Regions from separate parts of the Mus musculus genome. Here regions 1, 2, 4, 5, 6 and 7 are each linked to region 3. The links are chromatin contacts, called in public HiCAR-type and promoter capture Hi-C maps. All regions are on one chromosome and are shown on one strand. The core of a region is the stretch at or near the end of the contact, and the rest is flanking DNA. Distances in the headings are between cores, read along the strand shown.

Evidence for each region. Promoter capture Hi-C pulls out the DNA fragments that hold promoters and counts their contacts. HiCAR-type assays count read pairs that join an accessible place to other places.
Region 1: a promoter capture Hi-C map of the 3T3-L1 cell line shows a contact between it and region 3, with 3 times the contacts expected there. The contact joins the enhancer-like site here to the promoter of Uba3 in region 3. A contact is called at or near these places in 6 of 39 promoter capture datasets (the 3T3-L1 cell line, frontonasal cranial neural crest, hematopoietic stem and progenitor cells and 2 more).
Region 2: a contact with region 3 is called in a promoter capture Hi-C map of hippocampal neurons, with 5 times the contacts expected there. The contact joins the enhancer-like site here to the promoter of Uba3 in region 3. A contact is called at or near these places in 4 of 39 promoter capture datasets (the 3T3-L1 cell line, frontonasal cranial neural crest, hippocampal neurons and 1 more) and 1 of 115 datasets of contacts at active chromatin or transcription factors (embryonic stem cells).
Region 4: a contact with region 3 is called in a promoter capture Hi-C map of stem cell-derived epiblast-like cells, with 7 times the contacts expected there. The contact joins the enhancer-like site here to the promoter of Uba3 in region 3. A contact is called at or near these places in 7 of 39 promoter capture datasets (the 3T3-L1 cell line, 3T3-L1-derived adipocytes, cranial neural crest and 3 more).
Region 5: a HiCAR-type map of embryonic stem cells shows a contact between it and region 3, with 4 times the contacts expected there. The contact joins the enhancer-like site here to the promoter of Uba3 in region 3. A contact is called at or near these places in 4 of 39 promoter capture datasets (cranial neural crest, embryonic stem cells and stem cell-derived epiblast-like cells), 2 of 115 datasets of contacts at active chromatin or transcription factors (both in embryonic stem cells) and 1 of 9 other capture datasets (embryonic stem cells).
Region 6: a promoter capture Hi-C map of liver shows a contact between it and region 3, with 4 times the contacts expected there. The contact joins the promoter of Lrig1 here to the promoter of Uba3 in region 3. A contact is called at or near these places in 10 of 39 promoter capture datasets (the 3T3-L1 cell line, the C10 cell line, cranial neural crest and 6 more), 4 of 484 Hi-C or Micro-C datasets (CD4 T cells, CD8 T cells, Th1 cells and 1 more) and 3 of 115 datasets of contacts at active chromatin or transcription factors (astrocytes, embryonic stem cells and extraembryonic endoderm stem cells).
Region 7: a contact with region 3 is called in a promoter capture Hi-C map of pre-B cells, with 7 times the contacts expected there. The contact joins the promoter of Slc25a26 here to the promoter of Uba3 in region 3. A contact is called at or near these places in 7 of 39 promoter capture datasets (the 3T3-L1 cell line, 3T3-L1-derived adipocytes, cranial neural crest and 3 more), 1 of 115 datasets of contacts at active chromatin or transcription factors (astrocytes) and 1 of 9 other capture datasets (liver).

What each region holds. Positions count from the first base shown.
Region 1 is chr6:94,920,251-94,923,654 of GRCm38.p6, reverse strand. No RefSeq gene overlaps it. Among named protein-coding and RNA genes, the nearest start is that of 4930511E03Rik, 22 kb to the left of the region's middle. Within about 2 kb of position 1,719, at least 46 of the 459 cell types and tissues checked have an H3K27ac peak or open chromatin away from gene starts, as enhancers often do.
Region 2 is chr6:94,559,933-94,563,253 of GRCm38.p6, reverse strand. All of the region lies in intron 5 of Slc25a26 (solute carrier family 25 (mitochondrial carrier, phosphate carrier), member 26), which reads right to left. Among named protein-coding and RNA genes, the nearest start is that of Mir7041, 45 kb to the left of the region's middle. Within about 2 kb of position 1,648, at least 1 of the 459 cell types and tissues checked has an H3K27ac peak or open chromatin away from gene starts, as enhancers often do.
Region 3 is chr6:97,203,731-97,207,203 of GRCm38.p6, reverse strand. It overlaps Uba3 (ubiquitin-like modifier activating enzyme 3), which reads left to right and starts at 1,557. Exons shown (of 18, transcript NM_011666.3): 1 at 1,557-1,671; 2 at 1,857-1,898. The coding sequence starts at 1,652.
Region 4 is chr6:94,645,753-94,649,424 of GRCm38.p6, reverse strand. All of the region lies in intron 3 of Lrig1 (leucine-rich repeats and immunoglobulin-like domains 1), which reads left to right. Among named protein-coding and RNA genes, the nearest start is that of Mir7041, 41 kb to the right of the region's middle. RefSeq lists an enhancer at 431-2,006. Within about 2 kb of position 1,619, at least 207 of the 459 cell types and tissues checked have an H3K27ac peak or open chromatin away from gene starts, as enhancers often do. A contact at or near this core is called in 3T3-L1-derived adipocytes, liver and stem cell-derived epiblast-like cells, where this site is marked.
Region 5 is chr6:94,748,511-94,752,075 of GRCm38.p6, reverse strand. No RefSeq gene overlaps it. Among named protein-coding and RNA genes, the nearest start is that of Lrig1, 50 kb to the right of the region's middle. Within about 2 kb of position 1,330, at least 24 of the 459 cell types and tissues checked have an H3K27ac peak or open chromatin away from gene starts, as enhancers often do. A contact at or near this core is called in embryonic stem cells, where this site is marked.
Region 6 is chr6:94,698,630-94,702,501 of GRCm38.p6, reverse strand. Lrig1 (leucine-rich repeats and immunoglobulin-like domains 1) reads left to right here and starts at 2,357. Exons shown (of 19, transcript NM_008377.2): 1 at 2,357-3,040. The coding sequence starts at 2,817.
Region 7 is chr6:94,498,957-94,502,357 of GRCm38.p6, reverse strand. It overlaps Slc25a26 (solute carrier family 25 (mitochondrial carrier, phosphate carrier), member 26), which reads right to left and starts at 2,044. Exons shown (of 10, transcript NM_026255.5): 1 at 1,901-2,044. The coding sequence starts at 1,933.

The DNA of each region.
Region 1 (3,404 bases), core at 470-2,969, 2.3 Mb after region 3:
CACACCCATTCTTAGGCTAACTACTCTGGTACCAACCAAAGGCCTCCGCAAGGCCCTACACATATGACATGCAGTCTTGGGAATCACATTAAGCTTGAGGTATAGAGGGGTCAAGGCATCTGTGCTGTATCCATCTGGAGAAATCTTCCCTCATGTTGCCTGCTTTGGTGTGCTGAGTTCCTTCTATTCAGGGAAGTGTCTTATTCCCTTCTCCAATTTACCAGTTTCTACCTGATAGAACCAATATCAAGAATATTTAAACTGAGCTTTAAGTCCTTCACACATAAAATATAAAAAGTATTACAGCTACAAGAAAGGTCCTCAACTCTCAGCCCTGACAACACTGGAGTTGGATAATTCTTCATTGAAAGTACCATCCATCATGTGGATTATGGAATGTTGATGGGCACCCTTAAGCCCCAGATGTTATGTGGTATGCGACATCACCCTCATAACCCACTGTGAGAACCATAAAGTATCCCAGATGTCTTCTAAGGGCTGAAAACATCTTGGCAGAGAACAACTGTGGAAACAATAGAACACATAGGATGTGGTTATATGTATGTGGCTATGAGTACATATATGTATATATGTGTATAGTATGTACAATATGTAATATTTCTATGTGTATATAGTACATATATGTACACATAGCCATATACATATATATGTATGATACATATACATATACAGGCGTACCATATACCTATATACATATATATCATATACATATGTATAAAGAAAGAAAGCGATGTAAAGGAACTGCTTCATACACTGTGGGGACTCTGTGCCCAGAAATCTCAGCAGCAGTTGACAGGGTAGCACAATGTTTGGATACAGTCTAGAAGCAAAAATCTCTTCTTCCTTGGGGAAAGTCAGATTTTTTTAAGATCTTAAGCTGCCTGAGTCAGGCCCACCACTAGTCATCATCTTTGCTAACTTCCCTGGATTTATGTGTCTATCACATTTGCAGTATGCATTCACAGCAATACCTAGACTGGTGCTCAACCAAGCAACTGGCTCCATGGCACAAAAGACGAACCAACCTGGCTCTGTTAAAAATGACCACTTTTGCCTGTGTAAGCTATGCTTCCAGTTCATTGTGTTTTCTCATTTCTAAGAATAGTAATACTGATAGTATAACATAAAATAATGGTGAAATATACAACTTCTTATTGCCTTTATAATTAAAGATACCTACTGTTTATACAATAATAACTTAATGATCATCATTTATTGTTCCCTCCCACATTACCATTACACTAAGTGGCTATTGTAGAGTGTCACACTCAGTTCTTATAACACTTCCATGAGGCATGAATGACTGTCCTCATTTAGAGACAAGAAAGCTGAGCATTGGAAAGATTAATCAAGTAACCCATCTATTTGGTACACAGCTGGAATTCAACCTCAGAGAGTTCTGACATTATCACCCAGTTCTCAGCTGCTCTAATTTCAAGTCCTAGCCCTAATTTTTATAACTTATCTTTTAAAAATACTTCTGTACAAACATGTAATGTAAGTTAACTTTAACATTTTTTCGAACACTAGCAATTGAACATCCCACCTATGCCCCATCTGAAGGTAACAATAATAAAGATTCTGATGTGTATATGTATCCAATTTCATTTCCACATTTATTCTACTATAAACATGAAAGGCATGAGTCATGTCCAGTTGCAGCTGGCAGTTACAGTGTGCAAGGTAAGGTTACACAAGAATCAGGACAAAGGAGGGTTTGTGCTGTGGGATCTACAGACCAACTCCAGACAGCAGCATGGCTGTGCCCATGTGTCGTCAGAGTTTGCTCTTGACTTCTGGCTTAGTGTTCCTCCACATTGTCTTCTATCCCAGTAGCCAAGACTGTCACACTATTTATTACTCAAGCCTTTTTTCAAGGGGAACAAAACTCTTTTACATAAGCCCACACTTTCCAAGTTAAACTTCTAATATCCTTAATGCACTCACACCCACCCATCCCCCACACACAGGGGGGGGACACATCGTATTCTTTTATACTATTTCATCTTCCTCTGGATTTTTATCTTCATCTAAATTCAGTGCTATATGCATTTCTACCACTTCTGCCATGAATAATGATTTGTACAACAAACCAATCTTCTTGTGTGATCAGCAGAAACAGGAGCTCAAGGTACGAGAGAGCAGTTCTCAAAGAAACAGAGATGGCATCTCACCCTGCTTATCTCTTCACTGTTTCCTAAACTGTGCTGATTCATCTATTATTGTAACCATGTTTTCATACTATTATTCTGCTCTCATGGACTAATATTTTAGAAAATACATTCACTGTGCTAACTGAAAGCTGCCCTTGAAGTTTTGTCTCTGTCATATGGAAAGCCAGTATCATTTGTTAGAGTAGGAGGTAGCTGTAAAATAAATAGCAATTATTAGTTACCTAATGTCCTTATGTAACATCTTTGGTTTGGGAAATACTGCTTTAATTGTTTGGATATACATTCCAGTGTTCCATCATTAATAGAAGCTCTGGATTCTAGAAGTATTCCCCAAGAATAATAAACTTTCTAGAAAAAGGTCCAAAAATGCAGGTTTCACAAGACTCCTGGCACCTCAGTGTGGTGAAACAGAGAAAGTGGCCGATGTACTTAGGGACACTACAGAAACATAGATTTAGAGAACAGAGGGTTATCTGGGCTCAGCCTCAGCACTGGATGGGGGATGGGGTGTATAGTATGGGGAAGTGTTGAAGGCAGAGTAGCCCATCCCTGCAAGTGGACTGTGGTGGCACAAAGGTATCTCTTCTGACCTTACTCTTATCCCAATCCCTCCACCTGCCAGGTTGCTGTAGTCAAGCAGACATTTGGTTTTTCTTAGCCGACTCTCTGTCCTAGTTTGCTTTCTGTTGCTAAAATAAGTACCATGACCCAAAGCAACTTAGGGAGGGAAGGATTCATTTCAACTTAAGCTTTATGGCCCGTCATTGAGGGGAACCAAAGCAGGAAGCCGAGCCTGGAAGCTGTGTGCAGGAACTGAAGCAGAGACCATTGAGGAATGCTGTTCACTTGACTGCTCTCCATGGCTTGTTCAGCTGCCCTTCCGATATAACCCAGGAACCCTGCCCAGAAATGGTACTGCCCACAGTGAGTCAGCCCTTCTATATATTAATTAGCAATTAAGAAAATCTTCCTAGAGATGTACCCATAGGCCAACTTGATGGAGGCAATGCCTCAACCGGGGTGCCTTCTTCCCAGGTATGTCTAGGTTTGTGACAATTTGACAAAAACTAATTATGACACTCTGTGTAACTTAGTGTCCAGAACTTAGAAGCTTAAGTCGGCTACCATTTTGCCCCTTTATCCATCTGGAGTGAGCAAGATTTGTAGAATGATGTCATGGGATCAGCTGAAAGAGGTGATTTAATCCTC
Region 2 (3,321 bases), core at 399-2,898, 2.6 Mb after region 3:
CAGGACAGCTATCTGGTGGTGACGAAACATTCCCAAGCCCAGGCTGCCACTGAGTGAAGCATGTGAAGCCAGTCGGTCATCTGTGCACCCACTGTCTCTGCTCTCCAGCTGCCCAGCAGGGCTAAGCAGCTACAACAGAGAGGTCAGGCATGCAAAGCCTAAAAGGCCGTCTGACCTGCTGCGTAGAGAGCTTAGCGGTACCTGTGCAACATCCCCATCTTACATGAGGCAGCCAGGCTGGAAGACTGTGAAAACTCACAAGCCATGAGATGAGCATGTGCCCTAGACATGAAAATAACAGCTCACTAAAACCAGCTTAAAAGGAACAGATATTTCAAAGAGGAATAACCATGCTATAAATACAGTCAAATTATTTTCAGAAAATAGGAAGAAAAAGCTACGACATGAAGTAATGCAGATCACACTACTGTAACAAGAAAGCTATTTTAAGTGGAAGACATTGGAGCTCTCAAAACCCTTTTATCTGTTTGAAAGAAGAGTTGACTAAAAAGAAGCCCATGGTCATAAATGCCCGGAAGCAACTCTGAAGTTTCCCTTCCTGGAGGTCACTGCCACACCATTCAGAACCCTTCAGAGGTGCCGCAGTCTAACGTTTGAATGTCACTAATCTTTCCAAACTCATCTGCTGGTCCACACATATGCCACACCTATCCTTACTCTACAGGATGTCTGCTTTTCCACAAGAGGCCCCTGTTCTTCTGCAGCCATACTTGAGACAGCAGGTTTTACAAACCCAATATAACCCCACTCCAGTTACACTGTTAATGATCTTGTACACACAAATTTAATCTGTTTTGGTTTTGTTTTGTTTTGTTTTTGGTGTGTGTGGGGGGGTCCTAGCTAATCTGTTTTTCCCCCTTGCTAATACATGAGTTTTTTTTTTTAAAAAAAGGTTTTTCATGGACATGAAATATAAGGTAAATAAAATTGGGGTTATAAATGAACATTGGTAACTAATAAAGAATATTACTTTAGCTCTTTATATTATTTCTTCTTACACCAGAATATTTTCATTAATGCAATCTCGATTTTTAAACATGAAGTTAATGAGTTGAGGCCTGGTCACAGCAGGACATTCAAATCTGATCTGGCCTCTCATCACCCCCACACATCAGCACTTGCAACCTCTCCATCTCTCATGTCTATCTTACACATCAGAGGACAGGCACACTGACACAGAACAGCTATGAACCCTGGGCCACCAGAGAGGGAAGAAGGAAGAGACAACCATGTGTGCCTTGTCTTCAGAGAGGATGACAACGTGCTCTGATGCAAATATGATTTCAGTAGGAACTTTGCAGTTATTTTTATCATATCATGTTTGGTTATTTTGAAATTGATGTTTTGATGCAGTATAAACAATAATAATTCAAAAAGAGAACAAAAAGGATCCCTGAGGGAAATCCATGCCTATTTCATAAAACTTGACAAGGAATGAATTTATTATGAAGTTTCACCAAAATGGTTTATTGATAAGTGTTTTCCAATTATGAACAGGCACTCCCAGAAAACTGACATGCAGAAAGAAAAAAATCCAAATTGTTACTGATAAATTACTTAACACAGGCTGAGGGCTGAGCTACAAAGTGGCTCAGAGGTTAGTCGTGGCAGATGTATAAAACTTTAAATTCTAAGTCAACACTCATTTGCCAACCCTTATTTGTTATTAAAACCACATGTTGGCACTAAGTCATTTTATGGTTCATTTGAAATAAACATGCAGAAAATTATGGGAAACAAATAGAGCCACAGCAGTCTGTTAAAGCAAGACACTCACTCCAATACACCCTCTGTCACCAGGCTTTGGAATGCCATCACTAAAAAGTGCATCTGTGGTGGAAGGGGGTGTGCTGAGAAAACTGCTTTGTAGCAGTGAGATCAGAATTGTAGCCGACTGCCTATTTTTATTCCAGAAATGGAAAAACATGGATCTCAATGAGAAAATGTATTATAACACTTTAACAAAACTAAAATGTGCATTAAGCTGGTGAGTTAATATTAATGCAGAGAATTCCCTTCTAAAAGATTCTCTGCCATATCTTCATGGCAAATACAGATCATCTCAAAATGCCCCACCCCTTCCCACAACCACCTTCATAGTTTATCGGTGACAATACAAACCCTGTAAGCCAGTGTGCCTGGTTCATTTTGGTCCAGGTGTTTGAGAGACAGGATGTCTGCTGACAGGACTCTCAGCTGGGATGCAACCCAGCAAACCAGCATGACTCCAGAGGGTCTGGGGCTGAAGAGTGCCTTCCAACCAGGACAACAGCCAAATGAGCCAAGGTCTAGAATTTCCTAGGGTGCTATAAGGACCAGCAAAGGACTCCAAGTGGAGAAACTTGGCAGCTGCAGAACCACCTGCAGGCCTGGTTCATACACAGGTGCAGGATCCTATGTGATTCCACTTTAGGCAGGGCCTGAGAATGTGTCTTCCTTGTCAATGCCAGTGGACGTGCTCTTTGTGCAAAGACCACACTTGCACAAAGTGTGTCCACTGTGAAAGGCAGACGATTATGATCTATTTGAAAAGCCCTAGGAAGGTTAACTGGCAGTATATGCTGGCATTCATCTAAAGTAAGCTGGGTGTGCGGTGCACACCTGCAATGGTGGCGCTTGGGAGAGGAGGAAGGGGGTCAGGAGCTACCTCACCTCAGAGGGTCTGAGACCATCCTGGGCTAAAGAAGAGCCTGTCTTCTTTAAATAAATGTAAAAATGTTTGCCCTTCCCTACAGAAGCTTTCTACCACTTTGTTCCTATGTTTAAGGTGATCTTCTCATGGTTCCTGACTGCTGAGGTAAAAGTGACCAGTGCTGACATACAAATCCCTACAGTGAGGACAGAACACAGTGAGGACAGCTGGGGTCACACTGGACTCAGAAGCTTCCACACAGCAAAGAAAACTATTAGAAAAGGAAAAGAACTGTGAAGACAGTTTTGGAAGCCATACATCTGATAAGAGGCTGATGCCGTTGTCCATGGAGTGTGCAGTACCACACACCTAGACCTTGTATGCCAGGTACGCCAGACCACTGAGCTTCAATGCCACTGCCTGTTTTGTTCCCGGTGTTGTTTGTTGTATTGTTCCTATGTTGCTGCTACCAGTGGGAATACATTTGTTTGGTTTCATTTGTTGTTTTTCTCTTTTCTTGAGATAGTGTGTCACTATGTAGCCGGGACGGTTTTGGCGTCTCAATCCCCCTGCTGTCTCCTGAGTGTGATGATTACAGGCCGGTGTCACCATGCACAGCACTAATTAAAAGGGGCAAACACAGGGCTGGAGATTCGGCTTAGAGGGCA
Region 3 (3,473 bases), core at 308-2,807:
GTACATTTGCACCACTTGTGTGCTGGGTGCCAGCGAGTTGAAGGCCACTGTGTGGGTGCTGGGAATTAAACCTGGGTTCCCTGCAGGCTTTCTTCTTCTTCTTCTTCTTCTTCTTCTTCTTCTTCTTCTTCTTCTTCTTCTTCTTCTTCTTCTTCTCCTTCTTCTGCTATTTTTGTTCTATTTCTAAGGCTCAGTTTCCTCTTCTCACTGTCTGGTTATGACTGAATTTTTAGCTCAATGTGTGCTATTGATGAAAGTAGCTGGGGGATCGTAACAGATGAGCCTTCCTTAAGGTTCAATGAGAGCAGGACAAAGTAGATTGCATGCCTCAAGTGAGTAGTAGCAGCCCCCCCGTCCCCCTTTAATGAGCACCCTAGAAGCTATATCAGGGCACTTCACTGGTTTTCAAACAGTGTGTCCACAAACCACCTCTTGTGATAAAACTCAAACCTGGCATTTGTAACCTTCAAGTAATTCCAATCAAAAACCATATTTGAGAGCCACTTAAAAATTCACTTAATTTTCAATCTTAAAATCGTGAATGTTGTTATTCTCATTTTACAAATGAGGATCTGGAAATACCCAAGGGCTCACAGTTAATAGCTGAGTAGTAAGGGTTTAAATTCAGTTCAGACTTACATATTAAATTTTTTTATCTCACTTTACTAAAAGTGATATGTTTAACACAATTATTCTTTCCTTTCTTGTCTACCAGAATCAGTCATTTACATACAATATATGACTGTGAAGAATAGAGTCAAAAATTCATTCATTTATTAACACTTTCAAGTGACAGGTTATAAATAAATCTCTATACTTTTCATACCTAATCATCTATCTTATCTATCATTCATTTATTTATCTAATATATATCTTGATGTATATATGTATAACAGATTAGTTTTCTGACAGACTGGTGTGACACTGAAGTGTCACAAAGAAAATAAGACTCTTCACCCTATGTCTATTTAATGCTTTAAACTTCATGCCCATAAAAGCAAGGGTTTTGAATCTTCCTGATATATGGAAAACGGAAATTTCTTTCACCAATTTTCCCGGAGAAAAGCACTGGCATATTGGGGTGGCTATTTTAGTTTTTAAATAGAATATATGAACATTTTATGCAATTATGTGTCAACGTATAAGTGTATAAATAAGTAACATATCTAAGTTCATGTGGCATAGCAACATTATAGATGGTATAATATTAAGTAGGCACAATTAATCAAAGATTTTAAATACACTGGGAAATGCTTGCAAAGCCTAAGGGGACCTAAGCAGCCTATTTAGCCACTGCTTCCCGCTGTTCAACTAGCTTTCCCAGACGCTCCCGCCCCTCCCTCTCGTCCCCTGAAGCCGCGCCTCTAGTACTGGCTCCGCCTTCGCTCCTCCTTCTAATAGCCCAGTCTCAAAGCACTGGACCCCGCCCCTCCGCGCCTGCTCAGTTTTTCCCTCCTAAAGCCTCGGAACCCAAACCCCAGCTCCGCCTCTCCGTTTGAAGCCCCGCCCCGCCGCGCCCCCTCACTTTCTTACCTGAAGCTCCTCCCCTCCTCCCTGGCTCGGCTCTCCCTCCTTCCATTCACCTGCAGTCCCGCCCCTCCCGGGCGGACCCGCTCGGCGCGAGGGCCTCTGGGAAGAGGCGGGGAACAATATGGCGGATGGCGAGGAGCCGTAAGTATCGGGATTTTGCCGGAGCGCCGAGTTGGGCTGGGTTGTGAGAGAGCGCGGCGGTGGGCAGTCACCGCTGCCAGCCGGGGGTCCCCCAACCCCTTCCCCGTCCCCTCGCCCCCCATACCCTTGCGGCGCCCTCTTTGGAGCTTGATGCTGACCCTTCTTTTATTCTCTCTTTCTTTTAGGGAGAAGAAAAGAAGGAGAATAGAGGAGCTGCTGGCTGAGAAGTTAGTGCTGCTGGGAGGCCGGGGTCCTCTCCGGAGACCCCCGCCTCCCCCTAATCCCAGGCCTAGGGGACCAGCCGCAGCGGGCCCGAGGGTGCTGGGAGGGGGTCACCTGGAGCAGGCCGCGCGTCCTCACCCCTGACCCCGTCCCCAGCTCGAGCCACCGGCCGGCTGCTCCCTGGCTATGCTCCTGCAAAAGCCACCCGGTACTCCCCTCTTCCTCCAACCCAAATTGTCAGAGCTGTGACCTTGTGGCAAGTGAATCCAATCTAAATCTAAATGGACACGAGGCCTGTTTTGGGTCCTTGATGAACACTGAGACAATAGTACACATAAACTTTTTATGAACACTCCGTGAATCAGGAATTGTGTTAAAACTTGTCATTTTTGCAAGGTAATTGGGTCTTAAAGGACACGGCAACTCACTTGCTCTCTCATTTACCACACAACCTGTATTAAATACTTAGTTTTTTTTGATGCCGCAGACTTTAAAATTCTTTTCATATGGCCAATCCTACGTGATTCCTCTCCCCGCCCTCCGTGGGAAGGGGGAAAAAATACTCGTGTATTGGGTGTGGTGATTCATAATTTCTGTGTCAGCTCTCAGTAGTACTTTGGTCTTTTCCATGCCCCTCCCTATGGGTGAATTTCAAATGCAAGGGCTCACCCTTTCTCACCGCTTAATTCCCAACTCAGCACGAAATAACAAAGTTTGAGCGCTTGCTGTCTGCCAAGAGCAGCCCCTAAGTTCAATACCTGATGATCTCTTTACCTCATGACCATCAGAAGTAGTTGCAGTCTACAGCTGAAGTTTCTGACAGTTAAGGAATCTTCTCAAAGCTAGAGTGTGCTTGGTTATGGCGTGAGACCCAGCATTGCATCAGAACATCAGCTATGCAATGTATGTTAGTCCCTTTTGTAAACAATTGAAATCACTAATATATTTGAAGGTAGAAACTTTGGGGTTACAGGAAAGTTATCACAACCAAACATGAATGAATCTGTGGTTATAAAGTGCATTTGAGTGTTTTGTTTTGTTTTTTAGAGAAGTCCCACTTTATTAGTTGCATGTTCTCAAAGATTTCTTGATGGTAAATAAATGCCTATCTGTGGCATAATTGTAATCTAAACATTTTTCTTGTGTGTGTGTTTTGTGACAACAAATGGACCTTAGTATTAGGAGAGGTTTGTTTGTTTTTTATTTTTAGTTTTTAAAGGAAAAAAAAATACTGGGATCCTTCTGAGGAAAGAAATGTATGATCATTGCTTTCATCCAAAGTGTTCAGTGGCTCTCATCTTTCCAACTTGGGAGGAGCCATAACTAGTGTTAGACTGAAGCACCATAGTTCTCAGAGACCCCCCTCAACCTATGCACTTGTTACTTCTACTGAAGGAACAAACGGTTGATGGAAACTCAGAGTGACTGTAAATACCAAACAGAGGGAAGTCCTTTCTCACTTAGTGTTTAGTGTTGCGACTTTGATCTGTGGGTGCCGAGGAAGCTAGGAACACAGAGGCAGAATTATTTTATCAAGTAGGTGAAGAGTGCTTCCCCATACCAGACAAGCCAAAACTGGG
Region 4 (3,672 bases), core at 370-2,869, 2.6 Mb after region 3:
CTAAAATAAAGCTTGCTTTAGTTTGCTCTTTCCTCTTACAGTGCTCAGGTTTAACAATAAAAGCAAAGCAGTAGGGCACAGGCTGGCTCTCATGGACTTGGCACTTATAGATTAAGGCTGCTGTATCTGTTGGGAGGCTCCTGGGAGGGCCCTAGGAGCTCAGTAACAACTGGTCAGTGTCTTCTTTTCCTAAGGAACAACATCTACCTGCAGAGAAAGACAGAGAAAACAGATAATCATCATACAAGGGCCGGGTACTGTCTGAGTCCCTTCATGTTGCTGATGTGTGCATGACAGGAAAGACTCTCAGATAACGAGTCATTTGACCCAAGGTTGCTTACCCTGTCTGTGGTAGCAGAGTATGGCATAGAGAAAGAGGCATCAGAGGTTAACAAAAGAGCCAAAGCCAGTTGGCAAAGCCACTGGGAACCCCTCCCCACCTGGCTATATGAAACAAAAGTTGAAGCAAAAGCCCACAAATTCTTCAAGAGAAGGTGGGTGTGATGGGCATGACCTGCATAGGGTCTCCAGGCTTAGGGCAAGAAGCTTTGACAAAAGTCTCAGTCCTGTCCCAGCTGTCTAGCCCACTCCCATCTTAGGAGTGCCTTTCTCTTCCTTAATATACTTTCCCTATCTCTATAACTGTCTGTGTGTCCCTATTGTAATCTTTGTTCTATGACTCAAGAATTTGGAAATCTCAGCGGCTACCCTGTGGACTCTGACCCACAACTCTAATATTAGACTTGCGTTCTTACCCCTCCTGGAAGTGGGTGTGATTTAGCACTGTTCAGCTAGCAGAGTGAGACCCTGAGGCACTCAGGGGTACTTGCAGGACGACTAGGACATGGCTAGCTTTATTTGGGGGCCAATTTGCCTTTCTGTCTTTTTTTCTTTGTCAGCGAGTGGGCTGTTAGGCAAGCCAGCAAGCTTCTGTTGAAAGGCCCGAGAAGGACCTGTGGACTCAGAACTGCAGTCTCATTGGATGCTGGGTACCACCAGTGAGCCTGGAAATAGAAAACTATCTACTTTTACACAGTGATCAGTCCTGTGTCCCGGCAGCTTCCCGGGGACTCTGCAGTGCAGACGTCCTTTTGCCCCCAGTTGAAGTGAGCCTTTCTCTGGGAAAGGAGCCCATGTGGCCTGCCTCCTAGAGAGCCTGCCAAATTACACACAGTCATGACTGGTCATTTTCCTTCTCTCCCCCCTCCCCTGTCTTTGAGAGTGGGGGTGGTGGTAAGCCAGGGAGATGAGAGGTACATCTGCAAGTTATTTGCTGAGAAAGTGAAGGGAACACCAGCTGCAGAGCTGGGGAGCCCAGGCAGGGGGGCGCTTGCCGAATACCAACTTGGTCATGGAGGTCCCTGCCTTTTTGGGAACTGAGCAGCTGAAGTTGTGCTGATATTAGTTAGGCCTTTGGGTGGTTCTCTCCCTCCCCTCTCCCATCTCTCCCTTTGTTCCTCCCCTTTCTCTCCCTCTCTCAATATAGTACAGGATCCAGAGGGAATACAGGCTGCTTGATGCTTGAGAAACCAGGAAGACTTGGAGGGGAGGAGCCACTCCTTGCAGCAGCGGGCTCTGAACACCCCCCAGGGCTCCGGGACTTGCAGCTTGGAAGCAGAGCTGCTCTGGTTGCACAACCTCCCGTGTGAAAGGGGCTGGCTCCTGCCCACACCAGCAGACTCATTCCAACTGGGCCATTTCCTTCTCCCCTCCTCCCCCTCCCCACTTCCTGCAGGTGGCTTCTCTAATCCAGTTAGCACTTGGGGAAGCCTCCTGTGCCTGTGCACCTAATCCGAAAATGGCTGGCTTGACTTTGACCTGCAGCGTGACCTTGCAAAGAAGGCTGGACCTATTGTGTCTGCTCACACCTGGGAGCCATTTTCAGCTGTCCTAGTGCAAGTGAGAGAAATGTGTTCGTGTTTATACCAGGCAGGCCTTTCTTTCATAAGGCCTGTCATTGTTGGGCAGTATATATGGAATGTAGAATCAACCCACTTGTGCAGAGGTTGACAGTTTGTCAAGATAGGCTACATCGCTTGGTATATTGACAGGCATATGAAATAAACTTTTTTTTCTTTTAAATTAAAAAATGGCCAGATGTTATTCTTCCACCTTTTCACATATAAGACATTGATAGCAGGTTTGGTGTGTCGTCCTGTGTACGTTCTGAGATCCAATTCTGTAGCCCAGTGAGATTGCGAAAAGCACAGGAAGGCAGGTATCTTCCCCGAGGTTCCTTTTCTCTGCTTCTCAAGCTGGCTGCTCACTTTGTTCTGGAATCTGTGGTCTGGGAGCTTAGGAGGGTTAATACAACTTGATATGCCAAATCCTGAGCTGACATATCAAGTTGTATTAGGTGTGAGACCCCTCGGGGTGTGGGGCAAGATGCGGTCTGTCCAGGTAGTGTTTGCTTTGCAAGCATTCTGTCAGCCTCAGGTGAGCTCATTTGGTATCATTCTCATTAAAGATTGCAAATCCTTGGAAAGGCTTCCTGCCTCTGCACTTCAGGCTAGTCCTCCCCATCCTCTCACTCACATAGCTGCTGCTGCTTCTGGTGGTGGTGGTGGGGCGTTTATGGCTGTCTACTCCTAAGAGCACATCCAGGGACGTGATCCTGCTGCCAAGCCTCTGCAGAGCCCCAGCCCCCTTTGTGGTAATGCCAGCAGAGTTGCCCACAATGGGGACCTGCCCTTGAAGACATGACTCTAGGGCAGATTCCGGAGTACTCTCCTCACTTCCTGGATGTATTTCAAACCCAAACAGCTGAGGCAAAGGTGCCAATTTGTGGTTTCTCTTCCCAGCTTCTTAACTGGGTGCTGAGTGTGGGGAGGCTGCAGCACTGGCACCCTGGGCCCTGTCTCCAGTGCCAGCAGCCTCTGCACAGCTGCTTGGGACAGAGCCTTGGGGGATAAAAAGGTACTTTCCCTGGGAGAGCTGCCGGGGAGTCACTTCTGGACCACGTGGCTCTGGGGTGAAGGTGAATAGGATCTCCTTGCTTCCTACCATCTCCTGTAGCTTCAGGTTGCGGTGAGGTGGCTCTTGCTTTGTTGCTGTGCTCTGAGACTATTGCTTTCCTTTACCTGAAATCAGGAGGCCTGGAATTACATAGTCTGTCTGCCTGGAATTGATCTTACTTGCAGGAATTCCTTCTGAATGATCTCTTGTAAACCTGTTGGAGTTCAGAGACTGTGTGTGTGTGTGTGTGTGTGTGTGCGCGCGCGCGTGTGCGCATGCTCATTCTTGACTTTCTGTTATATTAGTTCCTTCATTGGAAGCTGTGGAGTATAGCTCTCTTACTCCACCAGGCCTTCTGGTAGCTGTGACTGTCCTGGCATTTTGTTCTTGTTACACGTTTTACTTTGGTACCTTAAAGTAAATTGTTGATTGACAAGTGGCTGTGAGAAATAGAAATTCTCTGAATAGCTTTAGCTCCATTTCCTCTGTGGTGCAATCTTGTAAAATTTCACAACCAGGACATTCATATCATATAGTCAAGTCCTAGAACGTATCCATCCCCACTAAAGGCCCTCCTCCTGCATGGCCACACCCACTGCCTTCCTTGTAACGTGTTCTGAAGAGGAAACGGACTGGACAGCACAGTCTGTTGGGATTGGTCCTTCTGTTGAGTGTGATTCCCTGGAGGTTGGTGGGGTTTGTGTGTTGATACTTTGT
Region 5 (3,565 bases), core at 81-2,580, 2.5 Mb after region 3:
GAACAGCAGTATGGAAGTGTAAGCTGAATAAACCCTTTACTCCCCAACTACTTCTTGGTCATGATGTTTGTGCAGGAATAGAAACCTGACTAAGACAGATGTGAAGCCTATTTGGTGAGCCATAACTAAAAATATTTTTAAGACACAGTCTCATGTGGCCCAAGCTGTCTTTGAACTTGTAATGTAGCCAAAGATGACTTTGAATTCCTGATCTGCCTGCCTAAAAATATTTTTAAAGGAAATAGGAGAGCATGGAAGAATAGAGAATATTTTTTTTAAAAAATCATAGTATATAACGCAGTTCATATTTCTAGTAGCTTAGACTTAAAGCCATGGGTCCTGCAGCTGGCACTGCATCTGAAGCCAGGCCTGTACTCAAGTGGTCTTGGCCACTGACCCATCTCTCCAGACCCTGAAATCTCCTTTTTTTTTTTTTTTTTTTTTTTTTTTATAAGATCTTGGGTGGTGTCCATCCTTCTGGTCAGATGACCTCCCCTGGAGACCCTGGAGGGATGCTTAAGAACTGCAGCTTAGTGGATTGCACCCAAACTAAATTCTAGGAAATTCTCGGTGGTACTACCTGCCCAGATGGTGCCTGCTCTGCTTGGAGTTCATATCTGCTCACACTGTAATGCTAATGTAGAATTCTTTTGGGGGATGTTCTATTTATTCTTTTGAGACCTTTTCACATATACTCAACTGGACAAAAACTGGTGTCTTACTTAGAACTTTTTAAGAGTCCATTCCATTTCCATGATTACCGCACGAAGTCACTACTGCCACTGCTCTTCACTACCACAAGGGGCGCTGTTGAAGACTAGTCCCCCACCACAGCTTGCGGATAGAACAGTAGAGGATAGACCCCTAGGTTATCCTTACCAGCCTAGACTCCACATGAATTTCATTGAGTATTGCTCGAGCTTTGCTGTCACAACTATCCCCCCCCGCCCCCCCCCCCCCCGTCGACACTCAAACTTCAATTTTCAGCAACACAAAGGATCCAGGGGAGTTCAGATAGCTGCACCGTAAGCCTAAACCAACTCATCTGTGTTTATTAAATCGGATCGTTAGAACCGATATCCTTAAGGTGGTTTTATTTATTTGAGCGCTGCCTTGCTCTTAGTGAAGCCCTGAGAGAAGATGCAAATTTCTAAAACCCAGAAGCTGGGGGGGGGGGGGGGGCAGATAGAAACAATTTTCGCTGGAGGACCACCTCTTCCCAGGGATCAGATCTACATAACAAAGGGCAAGGGAGCTCTTGGTACACCCCTCAAAAGAACAAAAAGATGTCCTTTACTCTTTTTTTCCAACACAATGGAGCCTATTTACCCCTTCATTTGCATGGAAAAGCCGGCTTTTTCAGGACCTTTTGCTGACTAGCACTACAGAGCCTTTCTAGGCTAATTGAATTTTTGCTTTGTCAACTCTAAACCATTCTACCCCGAGAGCTTCGAAAGTTCAGTTGGCTCCTCAGTACCCAATAGTCAGCCATAAAAGTAAGTCAATGAATTGTAGCCATACTTTTTTAAGTAAGGGGGGGGGGGGGGCTGGAGGCGTGGCACAGTGGTTGCAAGCAGCTCGAATCCCAAAAGCGCAGAAAGTAGGAAGAACAAGAATTTGCACACATTAAAGAATTGATTTTATGCAATGGCTTAGAGACATAATTCAATTGGTGGAGTGCTAGTGAACCATACATGAGGCCGTGGATTTGAGCTCTGTGACTTGCATAATCTACTGGGAAGGTGGAGGCAGGAGGATTAGAAATTCAAGAACCTCCTCTGCTTTAAAGGCCAGTCTAAAATACAGGAGGTCCCATCTCAAGTAATAGTAATAATAATAATAATAATAGATTTGCAGTGTCAGGGGTCAATCCTAGGGACTGACTTCACATGCATTAGGAAAGCATTCTACTATGGGATTAATCCCCAGGACCCCAAAACTGATTGTAAACTATGGTCTAGAATAGGCAGAGCTGCCATGAGATTGCCCACCTTCTTTAGATGTGGAGATTGCCCAAGGCAGACTGTCTAACCTCCACTGCACCTGCAGCACTGGGGACATAGCAATGCACACTGTCAATGTTTATCGAATGCACACCCTGCCCTTGGGTACTTGCCTGTCACCTTCAGATGCCACCTGTCAGCATAGATATCAACTTTTCTTCAGCTTTGCATTCGGTCCTGTTTGTAGACTTTGACGGTTCTTCTGTTTTGTCTAGTAGAACTTAAGCCCCCTGCAGGCAAAAAACACCTCTGATCCCTCTTTGGTGTCTTGGTTTGTCTTTCAGCACTGGAAACAGGAAACCTGGGACCTCAAGAAATGCACTGAGCCACAGAGCTGGTGCTCCACCCCATCCACAGAGAAAGTCTGGGTGTGAAGCTAGCATCTCCTCTATCCCAACTAACTGCTGGAAAGAGATCTTACCAAGAGGTCAGCCCTGAGCCTCCCTAATTACCTCTCAGCTGATCCAGAAAAGCACTGAAGAGCAGGGCACATTGAATAAGCAACATGATAAAAGCCAATAAGACTTTTAATTTTCATGAAAAGTTAAAAAATCAAAGTATACAGAAAGATTCAGCTACACTGGGCTGGAGAGGTGGGTCAGTGGTGAAGAGCACTGATGGCTCTTCCATAGGACCCAGGTTCAGTTCCCAGCACCCATATGGTAGGTAACAATGGTCTGTGAGTCCAGTTCCAGAGGCCCAATGCCTTCTTCTGGACCTCTTAGGTACCAGGCATATGTGTGGTACACAGACATACATGCAAGCAAAATACCCATACACATAAAATTAAAATAAATATGACTTTTAGAGAGTCGACAGCAGGAATGTTTATCGTGGTATTTATTTATAGAAGAAAAAACTTAGATACAGCTGCAAAGTCAGTGATCTTGCTGTGGTTGGATATGTTTTCGGATATCTACAAGCTCAAAGATACTTCATCATATAGAAAGAAACACTCAGTGTGGAGTGGAGGTGATGGGAAGAGCCTTCTAAAACGCTATATATAAAAATTTTGGAAAATATGCCTATACAGTGATGGCTTCTTTGAATCAACACCCTGATTCATGCATAGAAAGTAAGCATGCTGCCTCTGAGACACACACACACTACACACACACACAGACACACACACATACTACACACACACACTACACACACACACACACACACACCATACACTACATACACCCCCCACCCACACACACACCACATACACATTTCCTAAAAATGAGTTTATTTTACCAGTGCAAAAGTATCCCCTGGCAGAGGATATTTCAAGTAAGTCAGGTCAGAGGTATTTCAAGTAAGAAGAGCAAAGGAAGGAAGAGAAAAAGCTGGGAAGGGAGGGAAGGAGGGGAGGAGGAAAAGAGGGAAGAAGAAAGGAAGGAAGTAGAGAGTTAAGAGAATGTACACTGAGAATATTCCAAAAACGAATGCCAGAAAATCCTAAGCCAGTGACTCACAAAGTTGACCCGGAGCCTTCCAGCCTTTGGCACCAACAGGAAACCAGGTTAAGCGCTGTGACTCACTTGTCAGGACGAACAAGGCTCTTCCTCATCCCT
Region 6 (3,872 bases), core at 1,108-3,607, 2.5 Mb after region 3:
ATCTGCTCTCTCCTTCCACCTTGTGAGTTTCAACGATCAAATTGCTCTCTCATTCTACCATCCTACTGGTCTAAATTACTCTTTTGTCCCAGCCCTTGGGATGCCGAGGCAGGAGGATTGCTGCAAGTTTGGTGCTAGCCTCACTATATAGTGAGATGTTGTTTCAAAGAAAAAGAAGGTGGGGGGCAGAGAGATTTCTCAGTGGTTAAGTATTCCTCTTGTAGAGAATTCCGTTTCCAGCATCCATGTCAGGTGGTTTACAACTACCTGTGTTAAGCTACAGTGGCTGTTGGCTTCCTTGGATGTCCTGCACTCATGCCCATATACATACTCACAGACATACGTACATGCACACACATATGCAATTAAAAATAAAAGGAATCTTTAAAGTGTACTATTTTGTCTTGAAATTCGTAAGCACCATGATAGAGGACTCCAATTTGCAGCTCTTGTATATTCCATTCCCCAGCTTCCTATTTCTACCCAAGGGCATGAAAACAAGGAGACCTGTTTCTCCTTATCCAGTTGGAAGGTGTATGCTAATGTGGACTGCATGTGTAGCACATATGTTCCTGCTCATGCGTGCATGTGCACACAGATACTAGTTGGAGCTTTCCTGTTAAGATTTCTGAGGTATTACATTTGGCTTAATTTATGCACGTGTGGACACTGCTTCACCATCACTTCTGAGATATACAGAAAATGGGAGAGAAACCCAACAGCATTGCTCTATAGTGTAGGCAATCAGGAGAAAGGGAAGGCTGGTGTAAGGATGAAAAGAATGGCAAACAAAGCCGGGCATGCTGCACACACCTGTAATGCCAGTTGTTCCAGAAGACTGAAACAGGAGCATAATAAGGTTGAGGGAGTCTGGGCTACATGATGAGACTCAAACAATCAAAAAAGAAGGAAGAAAGAAGGCAAGGAAAGAAAGAGACAGAAAGCACAGACAGCTAGGCAACAATCACCTGACTACTAAATACAGGTCCAATTTTGGTTTAAAAAAAAAGCAAAACTTGAGGGACAGCCACGTTTAGCATCAAATCGTATTTCTTGAATATGTCAAACATGTAATGAAATCCCTTTAACTGTTCGGTGTTTTTCTTCCCGATGAACAGCGTTCCTACTCCCTTTCTATAAAGCCTAAGTTAGATTTAACCGTGCTGGAACAAATGTTTTCCAGAAGACTCCAGCGCCTTAGTTTCCCTGACCCTGTGTGCAGTTCGGACATCAGCAAGTCAAACCGCCCAGAGGCGGCAGATATGTATTACAGTGCTAATCTCTTCCCCCCGCCCCCCCGCCCCACTCCATTAAGTGTGTGTGTGTTCGCGCGCGTGTGCTCGCCTATGTCCAAGCACTGTTTCACATGGCGGCTATCAATCTATTCTGATCCGTGTTTGCCAAACTAACAGGTTCTCTCTCTCTCTCTCTCTCTCTCTCTCTCTCTCTCTCTCTCTCTCTCTCTCTCTCCTCTCTCCCTCCCCCCACCTCTCTCACTGTCTATAAAGAGCACGTCACGGATAATTTCTTGGAAATTGTATTTTAAAGGCACTGATTTTCAATAACAAAACACACCACCACAGCAACCCCCTTTATCCAAGTCCAGAGCACTTCCCGAACTATCCTTCAACTAACTAGGGGCGGGGAAGTGGGCGTGCCCTCAAGATTCAATTTCTGCAGCACACAGTCATTTCGGTAGTCAAGGACACATTTCTGGATTAAAGATATCAAGAAGAACGAGTGTGGAGCACAGATGGGAAAGGGGGCCCCACCTCTGAGGAAATAGCTGAGAAACTCATGAAAGCAAGTTTTAAATCTTTTTTTTTTTTCTTTTGCAAGGCACCTGAAAAAGGGTGCTCGTTTGCTGTAAATCCACCATGATGTTTTTAGTTTAGGAGAGCAGAATAAACCTTGGGTCCAGATAGCTCCCAAACCCGTGGATTACAAACTTTCTCTCTTCTCCTAGGCTCAATGGACCGAAGCTTAGGCCACTTTTCCAGATTCTGGTACTTGGTAGCCAAAACCCTACAAGTCTCCTTTAAGAGGAGGCAGCACGCCTCTCCTTTTCCCCGCCCCGTCCCCGCCTTTCACACCTTGGGTGGGAAAAGCGAGCGGAGGCGGGACCTCAGGGAGCGAGCGCTCTTATGGGTTAGGACGCCAAAAAGGCGCTCCAGGAGCCAATGAGCAACGGGCAGGGCGGGGCGTAATGCTGTAGCCCTGCAGCCAACGTGGGCCGATCTGCGCCCCGGGGCCCCATCGGAGGGGTGTGTGAGGGCGAGCAGCCGGGGCGGGGCCTGGGGCCGCGGGGCTGGACCGCGGAGCGGCTGGCCGCTGATTGTTCGCAGCGCTGAGGCACGGTGCGCTCCGGCCGCTCCGGGACGGGCAGGCGCGTGGGGTCCACGGCTATCATCAGCTCAGCGCCCTCAGTGAGATGCCCGCCCGCGCCACGCGCAGAGGCCGAGGCTAAGCGTTTTCAGTCCTCAGAGGCGGCGGCTCTCGGCGTGCGCCCGAGCTCTGAAGGCGACTCTCAGCGCGGCGGGAAGGACGAGCAGCGGCGGCCGGGCACTCACTGCGGGACTCCACAGAGTTCGCCGCGCGCGGGGCTCGGCCCGGATGGGCGCGGGGGTGGCGGTCCCCGCAGGGTGCTGCGAAGCGGCCCGGGCAGAGCGTGCCGGCTGAGCGCCGCGGCCCCGGAGCCGACTGGAGTCGGGCGTCCATGTCCCGGCGCGGAGCCTAGCTCCGAGCGCAGCCCGCGCCCGCGGCCGCCCGCACCTCGCAGCCCTCGCTCCCCGGCTTCGCGGCGCGTTCCAGACAAGATGGCGCGGCCCGGTCCGGGAGTGCTCGGAGCCCCGCGCCTTGCGCCTCGCCTTCTGCTCTGGCTGCTCTTGCTGCTACTGCAATGGCCGGAGTCAGCGGGCGCCCAGGCTGGCCCGCGGGCCCCCTGCGCGGCCGCCTGCACTTGCGCCGGGGACTCGCTGGACTGCAGTGGGCGCGGGCTGGCGACGCTGCCCCGGGACCTGCCCTCCTGGACGCGCAGCCTGTGAGTATCGCCTTTGCCTCTCGTCCGGGCGCTGTCACTAAGACGGGGCTGCTGGTGTGCTCAGCCGGAGAGGGTGCGGAGTGCGCTCTGTGGGCTGGGGAGACTTGTGGGTGGCCGAGTGGAGGTCACGCGTGGGAGCTCGGGAGAGAGGACTCTGCTTCTGGGGTTTGAAGGTGAGCGTGATTCTGGAGGAGCCTGCCTTGCGGCGAGCGTGTGTTGTGGAGAGGATGCAGGACATGAGTGATCCTGTAAGGGTGATCGAGTGTGCCTCGTGAAGTCTGGAAGTCAGCGAGTGTGGGCCGTGGAGGTGAGCCACCGGTTTGTGATTTGAAACTGAGTGAGAGTGCTGTGGAGCGCGAAATATGTGTGTGTGTAGAGTGGAGGTGAGCGAATTTGTGTGCATGTGAGACGGACGCAATGGCAGAGTGTAGGAGCCTGTGTTGGGATTGGGATCCATGGCTGTATCTTTTCTCCTGTGCTGTATGTAACCCAGCCCTTAGGTGTCTTGAGTTCCCTCAACTTACCTTCAGTTGGTAATGAATGACAGTGACTCACATCTCCAGGGTTCATGCTATTTATACTGTGTATTAGTGAGTATGTGTTGCAGTCTCCTGATCACCAGACAATCGTGGTGGCTTGACTTGGCATTGGCCAGGGCAAAAGGGACCCTGTCCTGAAGAAGCCAGGAGTTGAGAAGCTTTGAGACAGTTCTTGGAGATGTCTGAGTGTGGCTGTTAGCTCTTTTCCGCATGGCTGGCAAGTACAGGAACTGTGTTCCAGATCCCTTCCTGTCTGTTCCCTGGGGTCCCCTTGGGCTTGATCCACTGGGGCT
Region 7 (3,401 bases), core at 795-3,294, 2.7 Mb after region 3:
TTACCACCTAATTCTCCCCCCTTTAAACCCCACAGACACACATATCCCTGCCAAAAATCCCATCTGCTGGTTTGACAGCAACCAAATGCTATTCCTCATAGAGCTATCCCCAACCTTCCAGTTAAGAATAAAAGGCTACCTCCTCTATTCCTCTCATAACTATATTTATATATTCCTTTATACTACCAATCATGTGTGGTAATGCAAGAGTCTTCGGAGTACAAGTCAGGTCAGTCACCTTCAACTTGTCTAACAACTAACCCAGCATCTCTGACACTGCAGGGTTTCCCAATCAACCATAAGATGATAACATTTCTAGGCGTTCGTTCCCCCAATCACAGTGGTACTTATACCCTGGGACACTTCTCTAAAAGCCAATTCATCATCGCCTCCTAACAGGAGGGCTGTAGGATTCAATCTGTTCAACGAGGCTGCTCTTAAGAATGAAAAGGTGGCTGTCGAATTGGGCTTGAGTATTCTTCCATTCCTTCAGAAATTCTCTCAGGTTAAATTATGGCCTCAGAGCACAGGTCTGTTATCAGACAGAGCTAGCTGGCATGAGCTCACTTCTTGGGAGAGCCTTGGATCTTCTTAGAAAACGATTTCATTTCTATTTCTTCATGTACAAAATGGGGGAAAGAGCACCTGTGCTTTCAGAGCTTTGGAGAAGTAAATAACAGTAAATGAAAATTAAATACAATGAAATGAGCCTGGGTGCGATGTGCTATGTGCTTGTGCTCGTGCACATATGTGTGTGTGTGTGTGTGTGTGTGTGTGTGTGTGTGTGTGTGCAGCCCAACCTTGAGTCAGAAGTCTTTCTCATTGTCTCTCCTCTTTCTTCACTGAAGCAAAGGATCTAGAGATCACTAAAGGTTAGTCTAGCTCACCAGCTTGCTCCAGGGATCCCTTGTCTCCACCTTCTGAGCACCGGAATTACACATGGGCCACCAGACCCACCCAACATTTCCCAGGGTTCTGGGAACTGAACTACAGATGCTATAACTACTGAGCCATCTCCCCAAACACAAATGAATCTCATATATTTAGGATGCCTGGCCCATAACCTGTTATCACCTCTTCCCATAATGTCCTGAACCTAGTCCACCTGTCACTTACCCGAGCAGTCACTTCTGTACTGTCTCCTACATCTAACTCTTATGGGCAGGTTTCTCTTGTTCAACACTCTATCTCCAACCCTTCCATCAGAGCAGTAGCTAGTTCTGTAAACAAATGCCCCTGGGCTTCTATTTGCCCTTAGCAGGAGCATTTTAAAAATGAAGGTATTTCTTGTCTGCTTCTGTTCACTCTTCCAGAATAAAATCAAAGTTAACCAGTCTCTCTTACATCTGCTAAATCTATTATCTCCTGCTAGACCTGCTGTTATAGGCCCCTCAAAAAGCACTGGTTCTCATAAATCGACAGAATTAGCCAATAAACCATCGACTCCACAACACCACTACTTATGCTCAGTATTTCTTCAAAGCCTAAACGTGGAGAAAAATGAGCAGATTACTAGGAACTAAATGTGTAGAAACTTCAAAAAGACAAGCTAGTATCTTGGATGGATGGGTCGTAAGTGTTTTCCTGAATAGTGTGTATTTGCATGTTTAATTCCCAAGTTCAGGTGAATATGGTGTACAAGGGAAGTCTTAATTTACTGAAGCCTTCAGTAAATAAGACAATGTGTCAAGCATACCTCATCTCTAAAAGCCCATCAGAAGCCACCAAGCCTTGAGAACAGACTTCCCAGACGTCTCTAGGCTTGGTCCTAGATCTAGCAGCCAGTGACCTGAGGACAGACCGACCACTGCTTAAACCCGGAAGAAAGCGGCAGTGCAGAGAAGCCGCCACAGCTCCCACGCAGCCTGCACCCAGCAGCCCACCCCTACCCGGTACTCACCACCAGCGAGGCCGTGAAGCCCGGCGCGTCCATGGTCTCCCAACGCCGCCAAGGTTAAAAATCACAAGCTGGGCAAAAGCAGGTGCTGACTTAAAGAGCTGGGCGCCGCCATGTTGGGGCGGGATATGGAGCAACTACTTCCGGGGCAGAACTCGTGACGTCACACCACAACAAAAGCACGTGCGTCGCTCGGTGCTGGTCGCTGAGCCTTTCCTGGAGGACCCTGGGGTTTGGAGCTTCTCCGGCTTCCTGTCCTTCAGCAGCCGGCTCCGGAGGCGCTAGGCAAGAGCCTCGCACAAGCCTGTGGCCCCGGATGGGATCTACGAAAGACCCCGGAGGAGAGACCAGAGCTGGCAGGACTGGGACCAGGCGGCACTGCCTGTACCTGAAGGCCAGCCCTGTGGTTTCCTACTCACAATCCAAGTCCGTTATTCCTTCGCTTTATCTGTGCAGGCTGGCTGGATTTCTGTTGATCCAATTCCAGAAAGAAAGAAAAAAAATGTTAAACAAAAATACGTTTTTATTACCAAAAAAAAAAAAAAAGTATTCTCCATTTGTACTGACGTTTATTTCTCTTTAAATTAATGTACTTAAAGTAGGAGAGTGATCACTAGAGACTACGAAGGGAAGAAGGATGGAGGTAGCTGCTATCAAAATACAATTAGTTAGGGCCAGTGAGATAGCTTAGTAGGTAAAGGCGCTTGCCTCCAATTCTGGAGGTGACAACTAACAAATTCCTATTAGATAGGGCGAGTGAGATGGTTCTGCAGGTAAAAGCTCTTGCCACCAACCCTGCAACCTGAGTTCACTCCCTGGGACCCATAGGGTGAAAGAGACAACCAGTTCCCACAAGCTGTCTCCCAATGTCTGTGGACATACCTAATATTTATTGTATATCATATATTTTGCATATTATATTTTATTACATATTAATATGTTGATAGTGAAATAAATAGAATTTAATACTTAAAAAAATACAGCTTAATAGTGAGTGTAACTCAATGGTAGAATATGTGTTTACCTAGCAGGGCCCTCGTGTAGATGGAGGAAGACAGGAAGAATAAGTACCATTGCTCTGCAGGACAGTAGGATTGCTAGTTTACAATTTACTTACGTGTGTGTGTGTGTGTGTGTGTGTGTGTGTATTTCAGTTGGTATTTGAGTTTCACTGTAGCCTATGATAGGCTAGAACTGGCAATGTAGTTATGTAGTTCTGGTGACCTCAAACTCATAACAATTGTCCTGCCTCTGCCTCCCAAATGTTGGAATTACAGATGTGAGCCATTACACTTGGATAATAATTTGGGTTTTCTTTCTAGGGTCTTGAACATGCAAGGGCAGTATAGATGTAGCCACAAAGGCTACATATATAGTTCCACCTACCTAGTCACTGTTATATATTTTTATAGAGAACTAAAAGAAAATAGAAAATTTCAAAGATGACCCACAAAGAAATGATATTTAAGGAATTATACATGCTAATGGCTGACTTAGCCATTTC